Linked DNA regions of Oryctolagus cuniculus: region 1 is linked to region 2. The links are chromatin contacts, called in public Hi-C maps. All regions are on one chromosome and are shown on one strand. The core of a region is the stretch at or near the end of the contact, and the rest is flanking DNA. Distances in the headings are between cores, read along the strand shown.

Evidence for each region. Hi-C and Micro-C count contacts between places; a contact is called where the count stands out from the background.
Region 1: a Hi-C map of an unstated tissue shows a contact between it and region 2, with 2.4 times the contacts expected there. The contact joins the promoter of CLK1 here to the promoter of CASP10 in region 2. A contact is called at or near these places in 3 of 6 Hi-C or Micro-C datasets (embryonic fibroblasts, skin fibroblasts and an unstated tissue).

What each region holds. Positions count from the first base shown.
Region 1 is chr3:39,141,109-39,145,356 of mOryCun1.1, reverse strand. CLK1 (CDC like kinase 1) reads right to left here and starts at 2,230. Exons shown (of 12, transcript XM_070070418.1): 1 at 2,093-2,230; 2 at 723-883; 3 at 1-26. PPIL3 (peptidylprolyl isomerase like 3) reads right to left here. Exons shown (of 7, transcript XM_008258946.4): 7 at 3,556-4,108. The coding sequence ends at 3,982.
Region 2 is chr3:38,827,144-38,831,269 of mOryCun1.1, reverse strand. It overlaps CASP10 (caspase 10), which reads left to right and starts at 1,956. Exons shown (of 7, transcript NM_001099966.1): 1 at 1,956-2,293; 2 at 3,498-3,591. The coding sequence starts at 1,956.

The DNA of each region.
Region 1 (4,248 bases), core at 981-3,480, 310 kb before region 2:
TTATAGATCTGCTTTCCAAATAATAGCTACGGAAAAAAACATTTTCAATGTTTTGTGCCAATATCAAATATCCTCCAGTTTTATTATCTTTTTCAGTAAAACACTTATGCTCCCGACCCGCCAGAGCACACAAAGTTTACAAAATCTCACAGGGAGCAGCGGTTTGGTCTAGAGGTCAAGATGCTGGTTAAGAAGCCCATATTCTGTATCAGAGCGCCTGGGTTTAAGTCCCCACTCCACCTCTGGACTCCAGCTTCCCACTATTCCCTATGAGGCAACAGTGACAGCTCAGTTACTGGCTTCCTGCTAGCCATACTGGGAGAACTGGACTGATTTCTTGGATTCTGGCACCAGGCAGGCCACTGTGCTCTGTGCTTCATAAATTTAAATAAAATAAAATACCATCTCTCGTTGGAACAAAGGAATGGTAATCCCCCTTACAAGCTATTTCTTGAGAAGCAGATAGCTCCTATTGGCTGGTTCACTCCCTAAATGCTTGCAAGTGGTAGGCTGGGTCTGGGGCCCTTGTTAGAGGAGCCAGAACTCGCCCTTGAATCACCACAGCTGCCTCTGAGGTCAGTCAGGAAATCAAACCGCAGCCTTTGAAACTGTTAACGTGGGTGTCTTAACCACTCAGCTCAACACCTGGTCTCAGTTGTTTGTGTGATACTTTTACCATAAAATGTGCTTTTGCATTGCGACACTTTTAAGCACACCCTTACCTATCAGATGTTTTAGAATGATTGTATTTGCAGCGCTTGTTCTCCCGAGCACTGCTAGGTGATCGCTTCCTTCTCTTATGACTGCTGCTGCTTCTCCATTTTCCACAATCCCAATCCTTTTCATCCCAATCCGGGCAGTACGTTCTCTTTGAGTGTCTCATCTACATAAAAGACAAGTTATCCCCAGTTAAGCTGCACCCTACACCGAGCTGTTTAATAATAGATCTCTTCTTTGCAAACTTAGCCCAGCTGTGACCTTTTGGAATTGTTCTTTCAAGTTCGGAATTACTGTCATCCAATCTGCAAACACCGATAAATCCAATTACTGCATTATCCTATCCACCCATGCCCAGATTTGCTGGAACAATACTAGGAATTGTTAAAAAGGAAGGGTGTGAATCCCCATTTCTCAACTTGAGTAAAATCTTACTCATGCTGGCCGGTAACACAACCAACTCTAAAAACCTGTGTCAGAAGCCAGCCTCCAACTCTAATGCCATCATCCGTGCTCCTCGCCGTGACCTCAGAATCGTCGACAGAAAGTATTTCTGTACACCAAGGACTCTCGGCACGCACGCAAGTCAACGATCCAAGCTCTCTGGAGTCGCGTGAAGCCCCCTTCCTCCCAGGAAAGGCCGCCCACGAAAGCTGACAACCCCTAACAAGCTGAAAAAATAGCTGACGGTCAAAAAGATTGACCTCCGTTCGTACGGCCCGGGCCCGCGCACGTCTCCGCCTGCAATTCCGGATCAAAACGGTCAAGCGGGACCCGCCCGTCGTCCCCACAACGCTCCTTGAAACGCACCACAGTCCCCCGCGCCCCTCAATCCGGCCTCTGTCACCCCAACACGGGGGTAGGGGGACACAAAAGTCTTGATCTCCCTAAAGGTCACCGATTCCTGTCGCGGCTCCCGCTTTCTACCAACACTTGTCCGCCCGCAGCGCCGCCATCTCCGCACGTTCTAGAACGTACGCGGCCGCCAGCCGCACGGGCAGCTCGGCCACCTCGGCGCGAGGCCGAAGTCCGGGCTCCGCCCCGCCGCCATCTTGCAGCTCGGCCACTGCAGACGACAACATGGCGCCCGCGGGAGACCGGGCCCGACCCTCCCCGCCGCCCCCTCTGCGGAAGGCCGCGCCTCGACCAGCGCACCCCGTGCCACCAACTCCTTCACCACCCGCGAGCAGAAGCCGGCGGCGACGGGCTCTGCAGGGCGCACGGTCGCGCCGCCTGGGTGCGGCCTGCAGACGAAGCTGCGGCCGTCGTCTCCCGAGCCTGCGGGCGGCCACCAAGCTGCGAGGAAGGCGTCGCTGGGCGCTCGCCGCGCTCACGGGGTCGGCCCTGGCACTGGTGCGCTCCCTCTGCGTCTTACCGTTCCGCCAGACTCCACGCTGGAGGAGCAAAGCTTGCAAGGTGAACAACGCAGAGCACCCAGCTGGCTGCGACGGGCGCCGAGCACAAAATGGAGCTGACAGTCCCAGCGTCGGGACTCGCCTCGAAAACACCGATGACGTCACGAGCGCGGGGCGGGGCGCCGCGGCCCCGAGTGCGCAGGCGCCGACTGGGCGGCCGGGGCGAGCGGCAGGACGGAGGGCGGCCATTTTGCGCTGCTGCTCCTGGGCTGCTTTGACGGGATTAGGGAGTGTTGGGGAGGGAAATGGTGTTTGTAGGCAGTAAGTGTGCCTCCCTGTCCCTGTCCCTGATATTTTTATGACTGTAACGAGGAGGGATTTTTAAAATAAGCTCTTAAAACATATTGGCACCACTTAAAAACTGGCAGTTTAGAATAAAAATTGGAATGCAGGTTAATACAGAAATGTCCTAATAATACAGGCCTTTTAAGAGTGACAACAAAAAATGTTAGTGACATTTGTGGACGCAAGGTATGAAGTATCAAATGGCCAAGAAAGAAAAAGCTCTGGCTAAAAAAAGCTTTCTTACTAATCCCACAAACCAGAATGATTAAAAAGATGAAACAAAATGTGAGGCCTTGGTACAAATGGCCTCTGTTTAGTGTGTTAGAATTAGGAGAGGAGAGCTGCAAGCTAACTACCAACTAACTGCAGTTAGAATCAAAACATTAATTAGGTCAGCGTTGGGAGAAGAAACCCAAGAAGCCAGTGTTTGGTGTGTTTTAGGAATGCCCCAAGTCTAATCAAGCCGATCTGGGCAGTGCCGGCGACTCTGGTTCTTGGTGAAATCAACACTGCTACTGAAAACCGGCTTGATAACAAGAGAGCCCTGTGGTAGACACAGATTCGTTAGGAGCAGCTTTTATTTACTTAACTGCATGCCAGAAGTTTTACACATACTATTTCAATTAATCCTCACATAGGCTTCGGAGGAAATATTTATGGATGAGAAAACAGAGATGTTATCCTGCCTAAAATCACACTGCGGAGACACAGCTGATTGAGCACACACCAGGACTCCACAACTGCTTTTACCAAGCTTACTGCACATTCAAATGAATCTGTAGAGCTCCAAGATACGCCTTTTTTTTTTCTAAAAAAAATTTTAAAGAGTATTTGAAAGAATTACAGAGGCAAGGGGACACAGATGGAAGATCTGCTGATTCACTGGCCAAGACAGCCAGGGCTGGGGCAGGCCAAAGCCAGGAACCAGGAGCTTCCCTCCTTGTCTCCCACATGGATGCAGGGTCCCCAGTGCTTGGGCTATCCTCTGCTGCTCCCCTAGGCACAATAGCAGGGAGCTGGATTGGAAGTAGTGCAACCCATATAGGATACCAGCATCAAAACCCACTACTCCACAATGCCAGTCCCAAAAGATATACTTTAAAAAAAGTTCCATGAGTAAATCACATGTGAGATATTGTTAGAGTACACTAAGAACTTTTTAGAGCTTTTATTAAGTCCAAAGACCAGAACACTGCCTTTCTAGACCATCCCTTTACCCTGTCCGTCAATTTAACTCCATAATAGAAAATATTACTTCTAAGACAGAAATGCCTGTACTTAACTGAGGGTCAGCATTTAAAAATGAGTATTTATAGGCAACAACAATCAAACAGGCTTTTTATATTAAAGAAATACATTGGCTAGTAGTTGTAGTAAACAATATGCTGTAGGAATGGGGGTTAAAGCCACTGGGCTCTCCTTGGCATCACCAGCTCATAGAAGATCTTGTTGTAAACAAGCAGAAAGAAGGATGATGCAATCTCTGACATATTTAAAACTGGGTAAACCACAATGGGTGTGTTCCAACAAACAGTGTGTCATGTATTTGCCAGGCTTAATATAGCTACTGAGCAAATGGGTTGGCATGAATAGTTATGTCCTTAATGTGTACATCATTCAGAGGTCGATATGTCTTCTCATTTACTGGTAACTTCTCCAATTCATCTAGAGTCTCCAGACCATCTATTACCCTAAAAGAGAAACAACATAGTAAGTGAAAGTTTCCAAAGATTGAAACAGAATATCTAAATATCTAAGGCAATTAGTTTCCTTAAGAGGAAAGGACCATGTTAGAATTTCTGAGTATACAAAATATTAATTTGATTTTTTG
Region 2 (4,126 bases), core at 707-3,206:
TTAGCAACTCGCCCAAACTCTTGACCGCAATGGCACGATCTGGGCGCCGGGTCCTCGGACATGCAGGGAAAATGAAAGTTCATTGAAATCAACTAAAACACCAGGAAGTTTCTAATCCAGCCCTTTACCTGAAGGGATATGTTGATCCACAGGCAGGGACAAAATCTCGTAGATTCACTAAAGTTGGAGATCAGGAACTTTAAGCAACTGCAAAGCAACCGGGTAAGACCGAGAGAGGAAGGCAGCTATCAGAAACCAATCATCTCACCTCAGGGCTGTTAGAAGAGAGGACTCCCAGGATGATCACACTGGAAGAGACTCTGTGTGTGTGTGTGTGTTTGCTTTATTTAACAACAGAAGTAATATATGTGCATTGCCTGAAGTTTGAGAAAGTCAGGTGGGAGCCTAGAAAGTTTCTGTTATCTCTGGGTCCCTCCATATAACCGCCTTTTGTGGCTGAGGTTTTGGGTTTTGCTTTGCTCTCCTTCCCTTAGCAAGTATTTTTTTTCTGTTTCTGAAAGCAGTCAAGTCCGGCATGGTGAATAGATGCCCCCATCCTTTCAGAATGACTACTGTGGTGGAAACTTAATCAATGCGTTGCTCCTCTGCTTAGAATGAAGTTTAGTACAGAGAACTCCAGAGTTGACAAACTGGCCAGGTAGACACCTTGCTTAGGTAATGTGTAACTTTCTACACTGATTCGAGCAGGTCTGGTCTAAAATCAGCTTTTCCTTTTGGGGTTTAGGGTTACAGCTTCCTCTTCTATGAGACAGGCCTGTCCTGTTACAGTTAGCAGTCGGGAGTTAGGTTGTAACAAATACTGTCATGCACTCGCTTTATGTCTAACGCTTAAAGCACAGATCCTTTGGGCTGTGTCTGCCATTTTGTGGAAATGAATTTTGAAGTGAAGAGCTCCAACGAGGCTGGAGGCCTGAGAGATGCCCTTGGCCATGTCTCACTGGGGACACTTTGATTTAAAAGAAATCAGGGCCGGCACTGCGGCTCACTAGGCTAATCCTCCACCTTGCGGTGCTGGCACACCAGGTTCTAGTCCCGGTCGGGGCACCGGATTCTGTCCCGGTTGCCCCTCTTCCAGGCCAGCTCTCTGCTGTGGCCAGGGAGTGCAGTGGAGGATGGCCCAAGTGCTTGGGCCCTGCACCCCATGGGAGACCAGGAGAAGCACCTGGCTCCTGCCTTCGGACCAGCGCGGTGCGCTGGCCTCAGCGCGCTGGCCGCAGCGGCCATTGGAGGGTGAACCAATGGCAAAGGAAGACCTTTCTCTCTGTCTCTCTCTCTCTCACTGTCCACTCTGCCTGTCAAAAAATTAAAAAAAAAAAATCAGGGTATGGGGGCTGGTGTTGGTGGTGTAGCAGCTAAAGCCACCGCCTGCAATGCGGGCCTCCCATACGGGTGTTGGTTCATGTCCCAGTTGCTCCACTTTAAATCCAGCTCCCTGGGAATGGCCTGGGAAAACAGTGGAAGATGGCCCAAGTGCTTGGGCTCCTGTACCCACATGGGAGACCCAGATGAAGCTCCTGGGTCCTGGCTTTGGCCTAGCCCAGTCCTGGCTATTATGGCCATCTAGGGGAGTGAACCAGTGAATAGAAGATTCATTCTCTCTCTCTCTCTCTCTCTCTCTCTCTCTCTCTCTCTCTCTCAATTCTGGCCTTGAAATAAATAAATAAAACTGAAAAAGAAGAAATCAGAGTATATTGAGTTCTAAATAACAACTCCCTGTAAGCCTTCTAGGGGAACTTGCAAGTGCCAGGGGCCAGTTTTCTGGGATGCTGGTTCTTGAAGCAGCCTCACAGTGAGTTTTCCTTCTCAGCACTTCTGGGAAAGCCTAATGCCTGGAACAGAAGCGGCCAGGATTGAGGGAGGGGCCAGGAAGTCAGGGTGCCCTGTGTCCTCACTCCTGAACCTCCTGCTCCGTCTCTGTCTCTTTCAGGCCAGCCATGGCATCTGGAGATCAAAGCTTGGGTTCCAGTTCAGATGAGGAAAACTTTCGTAGGATACTTTTTACGATCGATTCGCACCTGGGGGGCCAGGAAGTGGAGAGCCTGAAGTTTCTTTGCCTGGACTTGGTCTCCAAAAAGAAGCTGGAGAAGTGTAGCTCCGCCTTGGATATTTTTGAACTCCTCTTGACGTACAAGCTGCTGCAAGAAGAGGACCCTTTCGTCCTGGCAGAACTCCTCTACATCACCAAGCAGATCAAACTGCTGCAGCACCTCAGGTACACCAAAGAGGAAGTGGAGCGTTTGCTGCCCGAGAGAAGGAAGGTGCCCCTGTTCAGGTGAGCTGGGACTAAGACCGCCTGGGAGGAGGGGTTTCTGTCTCATGTTCGGTCTAGCCATTGGGCTTTGTTTCGGCTGTGAAAGGTCTGTTTATTTATTTATTTGAAAGTCAGATATTTGAAAGTCAGAGGGAGGGAGGGTAGGAGGGGGAGAGAGAGAGAGAGAGAGAGAGAGAGAGAGAGATCTTCTATCCACTGGTTTACTCCCCAAATGCCCGCTAAGATCTAGGGCTGGACCACGCTGAAGCCAGGAGCCAGGAACTTCATCTGGGTCTCTGATATGAGGTGGGAGGGTAGGAGGGACCCAAGTGCATGGGTCATCCGTTGCCTCCCCAGGCACGTTAGCCAAGTAGTTGGTTCTCCCACCCGCACTCCACTGGGAATGCCAGCACTGCAGGCGGCAGCTTAACCGGCTGCGCCACCATACTGGCCTCTGAAGTGTTTTATGGCCTGGTGATTAGAACCATTCAGTTCTTTGGAACCTGAACTACCCTGGTCAGTGAAAGGAATGATGAATTCCAGAAGTTCCTAGATCCACTCTGAGGGATGTTAGTGTGGGGAGGAAGTACTCAGCTTTTTCTGGCTATAGATGATGTGACTATCTTGATGTTGAGGTAGTTCCTTCCTTTTATAAAAATTATGTATCTGAAAGAGACAGAGCGGTATCTTCCATCCACTTTTGTTTTCTCTTCCACAGTGCCCAGAACTCAACCTGGGTCTTTGATGTGAGTGACAGGGACCCAACCACTTGACTCACCATTTGCTGTCCCCCAGGGTGCACGTTAGCAGGAAGTTGGGATGTGGGAGTTCTAAGTAGTGTCTTAACTTGTACCAAGTGCCTGCCCTGGTTTCATTTCTTTTTCAACACATGGTGGGCAACACAGTATTGGCTGCCATCAGGCCCTCTCTGCCAAAGACCTCTAAAGACTTTCTAGGGCGGGCCCACATGATGGCAGGTGCAAGGGCGGGGCCAAGCTGAGATTGTATTTTATGTCTTCCGAGTGTGATGGAAAACAGCACTGGACCTGAATCAGGAGGCTTACTGTGTGAATGGGCCACATAGACACTCAAAGTTGTTTTCAAGCCTATACGCCACTCCCAGAGTTGATCCTTCAAAGGGATAATATTTGTAAAAGCACTGGACTGACTGAGGTGTCTTCTGCAAGTGTGAGACTTCATTTGTCATTTTGGGTGTCTGTCTCAGAAAGATGCTCTACGAACTGGCAGAAGCCATCGACACAGACACCTTAAAGAGCATGACCTTCCTTCTGAGAGATTCTATGCCCAGAACCGAGATGGTGAGTGCTTCCCGGAGAACGGGGTTTGCCTGAGCACTGCTTTGCTTGGCGGTGACAGGAGCTGCTGGAAACGGGTTCCAGGGAGGTTTCCTTCTTGCGGGAGGCAGTATTGTCCAAGGGTTAGAACATCTGCTTTCATGTCAGATGGGCCTGGATTCCAGTACTGATTCTCCTTCTCAACCTGTGATGGGGGATACAGAGTAACAGTCTCTGAGCTTGTGTTTTCTTACCTGTGAGCTCTATGGCTTGCTTCTAGGACTATTGGGAGAATACAATGAAGTAACATGCACAGAGCATTGGCCTGAGGCCTGTATTTGGCGTAGTAACCATGAACTCAATGCTAAGTGTTACTGATATCCACTATGTTTTATTAGATAAAAACGTTAGGCCACAACCAGGGAATGAGGAGTGGTAAACAATGGCAAAGTGAGGATGATCTGTGGCGATTTCTGAGGGAGTCCTGGAGTCCCTTCCAGTGGACTTTGTGGTGTCTCCCATGTAGGATGTCTGTGAAAACCAAAGGAGACAGCTGTTT